Linked DNA regions of Mus musculus: regions 1 and 2 are each linked to region 3. Evidence: chromatin contacts called from public HiChIP or PLAC-seq and promoter capture Hi-C data. All regions are on one chromosome and are shown on one strand. Each heading gives the region's core, a stretch centred on a gene start, on an enhancer-like site or on the middle of the called end of the contact. The rest is flanking DNA. Distances are from core to core; before and after follow the strand shown. Region 1 holds the start of Nsd3 (nuclear receptor binding SET domain protein 3). Region 2 overlaps Nsd3 (nuclear receptor binding SET domain protein 3). Region 3 overlaps Gm39145 (a long non-coding RNA gene).

Evidence for each region. Promoter capture Hi-C pulls out the DNA fragments that hold promoters and counts their contacts. HiChIP or PLAC-seq counts read pairs in DNA pulled down with a chosen protein or histone mark.
Region 1: a promoter capture Hi-C map of the HPC-7 cell line shows a contact between it and region 3. The contact joins the promoter of Nsd3 here to the enhancer-like site in region 3. A contact is called at or near these places in 10 of 39 promoter capture datasets (the C10 cell line, the HPC-7 cell line, cranial neural crest and 6 more), 6 of 15 datasets of contacts at CTCF or cohesin (CD8 T cells, embryonic stem cells, large pre-B cells and 2 more), 156 of 484 Hi-C or Micro-C datasets (the 63-12 cell line, the AML12 cell line, the AtT-20 cell line and 79 more), 39 of 115 datasets of contacts at active chromatin or transcription factors (the 230-238 cell line, CD8 T cells, the HPC-7 cell line and 28 more) and 3 of 9 other capture datasets (adipose tissue, embryonic stem cells and macrophages).
Region 2: a contact with region 3 is called in an H3K4me3 HiChIP or PLAC-seq map of bone marrow-derived macrophages, with 5 times the contacts expected there. The contact joins two enhancer-like sites. A contact is called at or near these places in 6 of 15 datasets of contacts at CTCF or cohesin (CD8 T cells, embryonic stem cells, large pre-B cells and 2 more), 31 of 484 Hi-C or Micro-C datasets (the C2C12 cell line, the HL-1 cell line, the N1E-115 cell line and 20 more), 30 of 115 datasets of contacts at active chromatin or transcription factors (CD8 T cells, DN3 thymocytes, the SCID.adh cell line and 23 more) and 2 of 9 other capture datasets (adipose tissue and embryonic stem cells).

What each region holds. Positions count from the first base shown.
Region 1 is chr8:25,638,640-25,642,976 of GRCm38.p6, reverse strand. Nsd3 (nuclear receptor binding SET domain protein 3) reads right to left here and starts at 2,400. Exons shown (of 23, transcript NM_001081269.2): 1 at 1,652-2,400. The coding sequence starts at 2,356.
Region 2 is chr8:25,662,135-25,666,132 of GRCm38.p6, reverse strand. It overlaps Nsd3 (nuclear receptor binding SET domain protein 3), which reads right to left. Exons shown (of 23, transcript NM_001081269.2): 5 at 2,877-3,392; 6 at 1-103. Among named protein-coding and RNA genes, the nearest start is that of Nsd3, 24 kb to the right of the region's middle. Within about 2 kb of position 2,697, at least 30 of the 459 cell types and tissues checked have an H3K27ac peak or open chromatin away from gene starts, as enhancers often do. A contact at or near this core is called in adipose tissue and bone marrow-derived macrophages, where this site is marked.
Region 3 is chr8:25,273,274-25,277,568 of GRCm38.p6, reverse strand. It overlaps Gm39145 (a long non-coding RNA gene), which reads right to left. Exons shown (of 3, transcript XR_001778746.1): 2 at 2,986-3,128. Among named protein-coding and RNA genes, the nearest start is that of Gm39145, 4.4 kb to the right of the region's middle. Within about 2 kb of position 2,323, at least 244 of the 459 cell types and tissues checked have an H3K27ac peak or open chromatin away from gene starts, as enhancers often do. A contact at or near this core is called in the 230-238 cell line, the 63-12 cell line, the AtT-20 cell line and 55 more, where this site is marked.

The DNA of each region.
Region 1 (4,337 bases), core at 1,151-3,650, 370 kb before region 3:
ACATGATATTCAACCAACATGTGTTAAATGAATAAGAAAATGACAGAAAATATAGGGAAATACATGAAATACTACATGTGGGACTCATGACAACCTAGACTTACTGTGACTTTTATCCCAAGAGGGGGTGGGGGGAAGACCAATCACATTTTAGTCATACTAAATAGTAGAATCCAGCTATCTAAGAAATGTTCAATTAAATAATCTTTCTTTAAATTAAAGACAATAAATTAACCTATTCAGGCATATGAAACATAAAGGTAAATAAACATAAAGGTAAATAACTATCACAAAGTAAGCATTTATTTGTTTCTCCCTAAATGCATATCTAGGAAACATCTATAGTTTATATCATAAACTTTTCACTCAAGGTAGAACTGATCTAGTAGGGTGTGGTGGCGCAAGCCTTTTTAAATCCCAGCACTTGGGAGGCAGAGGCAGGCAGATTTCTGAGTTCGAGGCCAGCCTGGTCTACAGAGTGAGTTCCAGGACAGCCAGGGCTACACAGAGAAACCCTGTCTCAAAAAAAACAAAAAAAGAAAAGGAAAAAAATAAAAAGAAAAGAAAAAAGAAATATAAGTAGAACTGCTCTACTACATACTTAGTATTATTATCTTATTGCCATGAAATTCACAATCAAATCTCAGATAGTAAAATAATTTACCAGAGCTGGGCATGCTGGCTCATGCCTTTGGATTAAAAAAACTAAAGAGGGGTCTGGAGAGATGGCTCAGTGGTTAAGAGCATTCATTGACTGTGCTCCCAGAGGTCCTGAGTTCAGTTCCCAGCAACCAACCACATGGTGGCTCACAACCATCTGTAATGAGATCTGACACCCTCTTCTGGGGTGTCTGAAGAGAGTGACAGTGTACTCACATATATTAAATAAATAAATCTTTTAAAAAAATATGCTTAAAAAAAACTAAAGAAATTAATAACCAAAAAAAAAAAAATAATCCACCAGTATACATGGGCTTTGATAAAAACTCCATTTGAAGAGCTAATCAATATGTTTAAGTAATGTGTCTTAATTGTATTTTATTTTTGAGACAGGGTCTCACTGTGTAGCCCTGGCTGGCCTGGAATTTGCTGGGCTCCCTCCACCTGCCTGCATCTGCCTCTGCTTCTGAGTGTGAGAACTGAAGATGCAAGCCCCAGCCCCGGGAGGAGCAAACGTGTGGGAACCATCTTATATCTAGGCTCCAGCAGCAAACCTGGCCTGATATAAAATCCCCTTTTCCTTCGGCTTTCGTCTCCATCTTCCAAAACCAAGAGTTTGATATAAACAAGTGAAAATAATGAAGCCTCTCAAGGGGCAGGGATAGATGGATCTCAGGATGTCAGCCTGGTGTGCAGAGTGAGCTCTGAGACTGCGAGGTTAAACAGAGAAAGCCTGTCTTGGAAGCCCCAGAAGGAGGTGAGAGGAGAGAAAAGGAAGCAAGACTCTCGGTGTCAAAAACGTTAAAGATATTTCCTCACTAATAATGCCTATTATCTTCTCATCAAGGATTTATTCATTATATTTCCAGGCACCTTGCCAATGGCAAGAACTCACTAGAAATATTCATATTTGAAAAGAAAAACATAAAAAAGATTCCCAACTTCCAGTAAACACAGAGACGACAAAGCTACACAGAACATTTGGACTTACATTCTGTCCCTCCGGCTCTAGCTTGGGAATCTTGTGTGACCTCCGCTCTTCGGATCGAGATGACTCGTGTCTGTTGCTCTTTTTCCTCTTTTCCTTTCTGCTTTCATGCTTAGACTTTGTGTGCTCGCTTGCCTGTACTTCATTTAAGAGGTCTCCACAAAGGGAAGACTCAAACAATTCCCTGCCATTCTGGATAGTTTTGGTTATTTTTAGTTTAATCTCGGGTGAGCCTGTCTTCTTTGGAATCACAGTTTGTGGTACCGAAGGAGGAGGAGGAGGAGGAGGAGGAGGAGGAGGAAGAGGAGGTGGCTGAGGAGGAGAAGGTTTTTCCAGAATTTCATGTGGTCTTGTGTTTGGAATTTCTGAATGGTAATAGTCAGTAGGGCTAAAGTTTCTAACTGCACCAAAACCGTTGGCTGACCCATTGGGATACTGATTATATGGCGGGTATTTGGTTTGAGTTTCATACAAGCTGATTGATGGTGGGTAGCCATTTGTGAGCGGAGGAAGGTCTTCTGTTGTAGGTGGATATTGAAAACCTTGTTGCAAAGTAGCTTCAAAGGGTGTCGGGCCACCATCTTCAACAATGTCACTGTGGTTATCAAAGGCATCCTCCTGGCGGATGTTGGCCGAGTCAATGAGTTGAGGTGGTTGCTGAATTGTGTTTCCCATGATCCCTTGCATGAAAGAGAAAGAGAAATCCATTGTTCTGCTCCAGCATCCTTAACTTTCCCTTTCTCTCATCGAGCCTAAAATTGAAGAGAATTAAAAAGTATTAAAATTCTAATAGGCAAGAAGCCAACCAAGGATTATACAAGCTCTTTATACCTAATTTTCACATTCAGATATGCAGACATTAAACCTACATCATTCTGACATAAAGCAGATAGCATCAGCTATGGAGCCCAGGCTGTCCTTAAACTGGGGAGTCTCCTGACTCATCCTCCCAGGTCCTGAGATTATAGAAACACACCACCACATCCAGAAAAAAGTCCTGCTTACTTCCATAGCAACTTTAGGATGCATAAGTAATCTTCACACATGTATACTTTACTCCTCCTCCTTCTTCCTTTTTTTTTTTTTTTTTTTTTTTTTTATTTTAGAGAGGGTTTCTCTGTGTAGCTGTGGCTGTCCTGGAACTCACCCTAAGGATCAGGCTGGCCTCGAACTCACAGAGATCTGTCTGCCTCTACCTCCTTAGTGCTGGGATTAAAGGTATACACTACCTCTGTGGCATTATACTATATTCTTTAAACGGTTATATAGTAAACTGTAGTATCAATTTAATAGATTCAACCATGTGTGTACTATAAATCAATTAGCTGCTTACAAGTTTTTAGTATACAAACATGTCTCCAGAAAAAACCTTTTGAGTCAGGGTACCACCATGTGACCTACACTGTCCTCACAGTCATCACTCTCCTACCTCTGCCCCTGAGTGCTGGGATTACCGGCATGCACTACTACATAGCCACTCTTGAAGACTGTTCCCTTCACCAGGGTACACTATCAGACGCCTGCCAGTGCATGACTGAGGTGGTGGAGACAGACAAACCTTGAGCTGGAGGCAAACTGAGCAATAAGTAAGGAGACTCTGTCTCAAAGAGAAAAAAAATCAAACTATAAATCTGTGCATATGTGTATTCATAGAGGAAAGATTTTAAAACTTTTTATCTAGCTGCACAATTGTTCTATTGGCCATACTCTATCAATTTATATAATCATATTACTAGTGTGTAAAGCTGTCTAGTTATCTATACTCTTGGCCATTATCTAGTTGTTTTTAAAGTGGCATATATAGCAGAATCATTTTTAAATGCATATCCTGGTATTTTACTCTTGAAGATTCCAGTTTAATAAAGTCTGTGTGTAGGGGGTTAAAGCATGAGTATTTTAAGACCACATCCCAGCTAATTTTGATGCAAGTTCTTTGCTAGATCACTGTAGTTCATCACTGTATTTATTATACAATTATGCGATGTACTACAAGTCTATGAACATGCCCACACTAGGTAACAATGTTTAATGTAGACACACATCTGCAATAAGACCACCTTGTCTTGTCAGAACTTGGGCAAGTTCACATCCAAGATAAAACATTAATGAATAGTTCAGATACTATTTTTACATTTTCATCTATAAAACAAACAGGTTTTATTACTGTACTAACTCTGAGAAGCTGATTTTAGATGTTTGGAATATTGTGAAGGCTTTTGAGGCATACAGACAATTCTATGGTTAACAGTGTCTACCTTCTTTGTTTAAGTAGTATCTAGTACTTACCAAACTCAAAACTGCAGATCAGGGAGGGAAACAAAACCTAACAATGTACTTTTTGAATCTTATCCACCCACTCATACAGCTGCTGTCTGCTCTACTGTAAGCAAACAAATAACCTGAGGCATTTTAAAATTGCCAACAAATTAATCAGAAGGCAAATGTTACCAGTTGTGGTAGCACACATCTTTAATCTCTGTGAGTTCAAGGCCAGCCTGATCTACACAGTGAGTTCCAGGCCAACCAGAGCTATGAAAGAACCACTAAAAATTAATATTAAAAAACAAAACCAAAAACCATGTAAGACAACAAAAATCTAATTCTCAGAAGTGCTCTCTCCACAGATGTCGCAGGGGTGGGGGTGTCAGCAGCAGCCTCACTTTCTTAGCAGCACTTCTGGGCCAGGTGT
Region 2 (3,998 bases), core at 1,448-3,947, 390 kb before region 3:
GAGATGACGCGCTCTGAGCCGGCTTTTCACTTCTCTGACTTGGTGAAGAGATTATAAGCCTGTCTTGCCCCCTGACACTTATTTCTGTTTTGTTACCAATACCCTTTAAAATGAGGTAGAATAAAAAGACAAGTTAGTAGGCACATAACAGCATGAGCTTATACAGATGGCTTAACGTGACCGTAATTTGCTCAAACTTGTAATGTCAATTATGATTAGTCGTTATCAGAATGTATTTTAATGAGATCCCTTGAAAGAAAAATAAAAATTTGCCTTAAGTCCAGGTGATAAGTATTTTGTTTGTTTGTTTTTCGAGACAGGGTTTCTCTGTGTAGCTCTGGCTGTCCTGGAACTCACTCTGTAGACCAGGCTGGCCTTGAACTCAGAAATCCACCTGCCTCTGCCTCCCAAGTGTGGGATTAGAGGCGTGCGCCACCACTGCCTGGCAAATATTCTTAATAAATAAACTCACATTACCCTGTTTTCTGTCAAAAAAAAAAAGGTAATTCCTAGTCTGAACAGTTTTTTTTATATATATGTACCATTGTCATTTGGTTGCTTATTGCAAAGGCAGAAAGGTCACTGTGTCTTGAGATGAGAATACCGTTAGATAAAAGAGATATGCCATTTATATTACAAACTGAGATCAAGTAGGTAACATGAACAGACAGATAATAAGTGCAGTTAATTTAGATCTTAATTTAGGTATTTTTTAATGTAATAAGAGTAATTTTAAATGTTATTTATTTTTCAAAAGATCAATTTGTCCTTTAGGATTTATTGATTTTCACTTTATGAGTGTTTGCCTGCACTTATGTGTACCTGCAGCAGCTAGGATGTAGCCTGGGATCCTCTGGAGCAGGAGTTATAGAAGGTTGTAAGTCACCATTTAGGTGCTGGGAACCAGACCCAGATCTATACAAGAACAGCAAGTGTTCTTAAGGGCTGAGCCATCTCTCTGGCCCCGAAAGATAAAAGTTTTATCTTGAATTGTCTTTAATAGCCTTAGGGTGTTGAGGATATTTTTCATACAGAAGTAAATAAAACCAGCTCTAAGAATAAAGGCAATTTGCATTCAAACAATATGCAAATGCTGCTATCAAAAGAATCACATTGGGGCTAGAGATGGCTCAGTGGCTAAGAGCACCTGCTGATGTCTAGGGGACTAAGTTTGGTCCTGACACCAGTATTGTGGAACTCACAACAGCCTTAAGGGATCTGGCAAGGAAAGGAAATGAGAAAGAGGGGAGTGGGGAGTGAGAGGAAGAAGGGAAGGGAGAAAGCAAAAGGACAACATGGAGAGACATCAGCTGGAAACAAATTTAAGCTGTTCTGGAAAACCTAGCGCTGTGGAGATCAGTTAAACCCACAGGCAGAAAGAATGGATGCAGGACTCTTGATATTTCTAAAACCAATTCTAAACATGAAGCATCACTATATTTAACCAATATTTTAATGTCTATATATGTCTATGCTAATGGTGAAGAAAGAACATAATTCCTTAATATATACATACATGTGATACAATTAAATCAAAATCACAAACCCTGAGTTATGAAGTGGGCTGGAAGGCGTGTACATAGTCCAGTGTCATCCAGAATTCTGACACCTGCAAGCCAAAACCTAACTGCCTGCGATGGAAACCCAGGGTGGACTGAGGGAGCTTTAGTGGCTGACTTATACCACTGATTACCCTTTCCAACACAGTAATGGAATTTCTTCTCTAAAACTCAACAAGCTATCCCAAGCTAACAGGAATCTAACAAAACTGCTGCCACAGCAATGCCAAGCTAAATGTGTGGCCTTTTCTCACAGCTTCAAGCTGGACGGAGAGAAGGCCTGAGCAAGGCCTAAGTACAGCTGTTAGGAGGAGTGCTGGCCAGGAGGCAGGACTAGCTGGATTTTTAAATTTTCTGAGGTAAGGTCTTGCTATGTAGCTCAGGCTAGCCTAACTCTTTGTGGCTCTGCCTTCTGAGTGCTCGGATGACAGGCATGCACTACCAAGCCCAGAGATGAGCACACCTTTTAACAGAACTCACCATGCGCAGATTTACAGATATGCAAGAAATCCTCACTAAGCCTGCACACTCCAGCACAGTAGCACATGGGGCTGACCTGAAACGTGGCTGGTCTCCAGTAAGACGTAAAACATGAGCTTAGTTGGTACAGAGCTTGCCTATGGAGTGCTGGGCTGCATCCTGAGCACCAGGTGTATGCTGCACAGCTGTAATCTATAATCCCAGCACTTGGGAGGTACAGGCAAGAGAATCAGAAGCTTGGCGTCAAACTCAACTATGCAGGCTAGCTTGGGCTATATACTGCCCTAGAGAGGTTGCTGGAGGAGGATATACACTGAATTCAAAAGAGTTAGACGACAGAAAGAAAGGAGGAAAAGCTCACCAATCCCTCTGTACTGACTACACACTGAAATAATGCTTAAGTACATTGAGATAAATGAACTGTGTAGATACAATTAAAACAAAACAAAAACCTACTGCTGGTGCAACCAAACAAATCAGCAGGCACAATTATTCCAGTAGGTTGTTTTAATAGCAATGGTTAATTCAGATAAAAGAAAAATTTTAATAAAAATCATACTTTACAACAAAGAAAAACTAACTCTACAAATTAGAAACAGGCAAACTGCCCAGTTTCTTCCATGACTTTCAGGAGCTAAGCCCGATGTTGGCTGCATTGCTCAAGATTAATCTACCACAGATGGGGATGTCACAAGAAGGAAACGGGAAGAACAGAGCTTTTCGCCCAGAGTAAACGAGAATGTACGCTTCGAACGCAGTGGATCCAAGGGGGATTTAAATCACATTCTTAAGTGGTTTTTAGTAGCATTCCCCAAACCCCTAGAGAACAAGAGGTACCTTCGTTGAATAAACAAACTGATCAATAAACTTCCCATCTCCTGTTGCATTCTGGAGAGCAAACACTTGTTCAATTTTCACAACTGGAGACATATTACACTTCTGCAAATCTAGGCTCCCTTTGTGCATTGTGATGGAGGCTGGTAAGGACTTCCTTGCGGCTGCTGTTTTCCAGGCGATTTTAACAGGAGGTGGCTCTTCCTCTTCCAAGCTAGTATGCCGCCTCTGGCTCTGCCTTCGAAGGTCAGTACTTGATTGTGAGGAGGCCACCTCCCCAGCATTGGTCTGTTCTGGCTGACTGTTCAGCACAGATCTTGGTCTTCGGGGTTTCTTGACTTCCGTCTTAGAGGTAACATTCTTCTTTGCTTGGGACGAAGCCTCTTCTGGCTGCTTATCAATGTAGATGAAAGTGTACTGCTCTACTCTTTCCTCCCGAGTCATTTTCAATGCTTTCTCTGCATGAGCAATGCCAATGTCCCATTGGGCACGTTCTCTCTGAGGTCGGGGTTTCCGAATCTTTATGAAAAAGATAAGAGTCTCTGTGTGAAATGTTTAATCCAATAGGCACATTAAAATCAACATGTATCTTCCAAGCACTCTGCAATTTTTTTCAAATACACATAAATATTTTTAGATTCTCTAGGCAAATAAATAGAATGTGCTGATCCTATGCCATGAATAAACTAGTATTACTCTATTAAGTGGCATGAAGGTCTGTTCTTTTATTTACATTTCTTTTGATGACTACTCTGCTGAACAACACCCCAAAGAGGAGTTGTTCCACATCACATTTGTTGAATAGTATTAGTGAAAGAGAGGGAAGACTACAGACATGACTTGTTTTTAGGGGCCAATAAACACTAACATTAAACACGCTCCTGCAGAGTCACCGCTTTCCTCTATGTGTAGCTAAGTAGTCAGGTACTGTGGAGACATGTGGCCAGTTGATGCCAATATGCCAACAAGGATAGAGTGACGAGAAAGGAGAAAATCCAAGGGAGCAACAAAACAAAGGACATCCAGTGTGGGGGTGGGGTGTTGTGTTCGAGTGCGTGCGTGCGTGCGTGCGTGTGCGGTACAAGGTGGTGGTAAGCAAACCCTGGGTGCCTGTCCACAGAGGCT
Region 3 (4,295 bases), core at 1,074-3,573:
AATCCTCGTGTTTGGTTTCTAGACCCCCGGGATGGCTTATGAGAAATGAAGAAGCAACTCAAAGGCTGGATTAAAGATGCCTGTGTCCATTCAACGGCTCCTTCCTACAAGCTGGGTTCTTATGGGAACCCAGAGTACAGACAGCAACAGTGCTTCTAGAAGGTGAGTCTTCGCTTAGCTAGAAGCCTTAGGCCAGGTGTCTAGTCAACATCTGACTCTTTGCTCTGACTGCTAGAGCGCCACCTGTTGGAAAGCCTTGCTCCTGCAGCATCTCTAGCGGAGGGGGTCAGGCCAGAGCTGAGCTGATACATTGTAGCTTCCTAAAGAGCTGAGCTGATACCTTGTAGCTTCCCACCCGCAGACACCAGAGTCCTCTCCCACCTGTCCAGGAAAAAGCTGCCACTGTGTCCGGTTGAGAGCTTTCCCTGGGAACATCACCCAGCCGTTTCTATGCATAGGCTTGTTATGGCAGTCTAACCAGGAACAGAATCAAGTGGACCAGAGGAATCGACCTGGGAGAGGAAGCCACTTCGAATCATAATGGTCTATGTGTTGCATTCCCAGGTGTGCTTAGAACCTGTCCTAAAAATGTCTTTTTGTCCTTCCGACTTGAGAACTATTGCACTATCCTCCTGCATCCTTTGTTGTTGAAAGCTCCTGCCCAATCTGAGTTTCCTTGTGAAGAGAGACTCCACTAGACCTCTTTCTTGGGCGCACGCTGTTTCTCTATCTTCTCCCTAAGAATTCAAAAATCATTGTACCATTCCACCTGTTTCTTTATTTCCTCCCTCCCTCCTTACATTTTTGTAACTGAGGATGGAACCCAGGACCACAGCATGCTAAACCATGCTCTATCATGGTGTTGCACCCCCCCAGTCTCCTGCCTCCTTAGTTGTCTATGATGCTGACTTAGGTAAGACTCCATCCTAGGCAGGATGGACCGGGAGAAACCACACTGAGTCAACACTGGCTGATGACTGAGGATATAAAGTTTCTCAGAAGCTGGTGTGGCGACGTAGTAGGAGTCTCAGTACCCATACTACAAATCAGCCCTGAAAACAGCAGAAGCAGCCAAGTGCCAGGGCTGGAATGCTAGGCAACTGAGCTCTCTGCTCCCAGTGAGGCCTCTCAGGCCACTCTAGGACAATGCAAAAGATTGTCATGCGTTCTTTGCAACTTGGCTGAGATGGTTTTCACGCAGGCCTGTGGGCCATATTGTTCTTCCTCTCTTGGCAGATCTTTGGCACCCACTCTCCTCTCTGGCTGCCGGCAGGCCTCCCTGTAGCTGTGCTTTGGCCTGATTAATGGAGTCCAGCTTTCCCCCCAAGGTGCCTGGGCAGTGGGGGTTAAGTCATGCTAGAAGCCCTAATTGCCTGGTCACTTTTATTTTGGGAGGGGTGTGTGTGTGTGTAGACTTCCTGTTTACGGCGCTTTCCTACACAAAGCAAGGCAGACACATGATGTTTTAAGAGTTTCTTCATTCAAGGAGAGCCAAGAAACAAAACCGGAGTCTGCTAAGAAAACAATAGAGGCCGTGGCTACAGAGCATTCTGGCTCTGGGAAACGACTGGGTCCCCTTTGCGGGGGTGGCTGCCACCACTCTGCTGTACGTGATGACTGCCAGTTATTAAGCCTGTCTGGCTGAGGGGGAAGCCAATGAAGAAAACAACAATAAAAGGGAGATAAATGGCTCCTGAGAAATAGGAACTATGCAGGCTGGGGGGGGTGGAGTGGGGGGTGGAGCCCCTGCACTGGTTTAGAGTTTATAGCCAGGAGGATAAACACCACATAATTCTCAAACGATCACCATTTGGAGATGATAAAACAAATAAGAGAAAAAAAAATTCCCTGGAAGAAAAGTTTACAGGACAGAAATCGTGATATCCTGTGTAGAACATTCACGAATTCTGTCTTGGGTCTGGGGTATGCTCAGAAATAGCCTTCCAGCTTGGTTTCCGAGTTTTTGAGGGCCACAAGAGTCTCCCTTACATCACTGGACGACGGATCTCCACCCATCCTAGCGTTGAAGGAGAGGCGGGGTGAGCCCTGGCACGTCCTTGTCGGGGTGCAGGGCGAGGCTGCTGTGCTCCTCCGAAAAGGATCCCCTCCTCATCTAAGTCCAAAACGCCGACCGCGCAGAGGCTGAAAAGGTCTCAACTTCCTGAAAGATGCTAAAGCAAAGAGTCCTCAACTGTCCAGAAACACGGAACTTATGGGATCTACGGAACTGGTATCCCAATCTTGATGTGGCTGGAATGTCCCCGGTGCTTTTGAAACCCTGTGCTTGGGCCAGAGGTCACTCCCGTCCTCTGAATCCATTTGCCAACAGCTTAGACGCAGGCAGCCGGCGCCCTCTTGAGGAAGAAATGCGTGCCTGTCCAGCGGGCTGGAATGCTAAGGCGGTCGCTAGGTCCTGTGGGCCTCCTCTGCACCCCAGCACGCCTAAGGGGAAAACCCAGGCTTTTCTTGGAAGAGTCTGTTTTCAGTTCCAGCTGGTCTACTGGCTCCCAGTGACTAATGAGGCACCTCTGCATCAGTGGTCCTCGGGACCTCTCGAGGGAGTAGGCAGTGAGCAAGCACAAAGGCCTGGGTCATTTGCAGCCCTGAAATGTTATGGTCACGAGTGTCTGATCATTGCCAAAAGGCTCCTAACACCCTGTGAATATGGCAGAAAGTGTGGCGGGTAAAGAAAGGTAGGAGCGAGCGGTGCATAATACACACTGGCACGTCTACAGTAGCTCCTGCCTGTGGTCCTGACACCTCGTGCTGGGAGCCAGAAGGGTCTCTAGTTTGAGATCCTGCTTCAAAACAAACCCTAATGAGATACAGGGTGGGCTGACTGTTTTAAACCACACAGAAAGCCACAGGATACAGACAATTGGGGGTGGGGAGGTGGGCATCATTCTCAGGTGTTCTGAGTAGGCTCGGAAGGTCTGGCAGCAAAGAAGTCCTTGGCGAGAGGAGAGGCTGACCTTACTGAGTTACCTTTGGCCAAGGCCATAGAGGCCACACCCTGGGCCGTGGGATTCGGAGGCTCACAGGCATCGGTGTTTACTCATCTTGTTCAGACTCCAGGCAGATGCTTCTCTACCACCTCATCCGCATGCGTCACTGTTGTGGGTTGTGGTCTGCCAAAGTTGAGACAAACACAGGGTCACATGGCTGACGCGCTTGGGTAAGAGGACAAACAGATTAATGCACCCAGGGCTCCTTCTCAGATAACATCTATGCAGTGGGCTGAACAAAGGGTGATGTCCTGGAGTTCTGGCCATCCTCCCTGTTCACGCTCCGCAGATGCCCAGGGGTTAAAGGAGTATCTGCAGCCACGTACACAGAATGAGGAACGTTTTGAAACAATTTGTAACCGGTCGAATACTTGAAACACGTCAATCCTTTATCTTCTCGGCCATCTGGAACTGGGTAATGGTGGTCTATGCAGACGTTTGGTCCAGGCACTGGGGAGGCAGAGGCAAGATGTCTGAGCTTGAGGCTAGCCTGGTCTACAAAGTAGGTTCCAGTACTACACAGAGAAACTCTGTCTCGAAAAACTAAAACCAAAACTAAAGCCAAACCAAAACCAACCAAACAACCAAACAGCCCCCCAAGAGCCAGATGGTTACAGAACACTAAAGCTGAGGACATTAAGGGATGTAGCTTAAATTAGTATATATGTAGCATAAATGAGGCCCAGGTTCAATTCTTAGGAAAAACAAACAAGCAAACAACAAAAACACAAAAGAACTGTTTTATAGGGCTGGAGAGATGGCTCAGAGGTTAAGAGCACTCACTGACTGCTGCTCTTCCAAAGTCCAGAGTTCAATTCCCAGCAACCACATGGTGGCTCACAACCATCTGTAATGTAATCCAATGCACTCGTCTGGTGTGTCTGAAGACAGCTACAGTATACTCATATAAATAAAATAAATAAATCCCCTTTTTTAAAAAAGGAACTGTTTTATATAATTTAGTTGAATCCTCAAGTTTTAAAATATAATTTAGTTGAATTTTCAAATTGTTTTTTCAAATAATCATTATAAAAATTCACACCACACATTGAATATGAATTTATGTAATTATAAATAATTTTGAAAGGGATTCGGATTGGTTTGTAGAGTGCTGAGAGGGCCTGGCTTTGCTGATGCACCACTTGAATCTGGAGGCAGCCCATGAAGAGTCTAAATGTTGGTCTGGAGAGGACTGGCTGCTCCTGCAGAGGACCTGGGTCCAGCACCCAGCACCCAGCACCCAGCACCCAGCACCCATATGGTGGCCAACTCTCTATAACTCCAGATCTA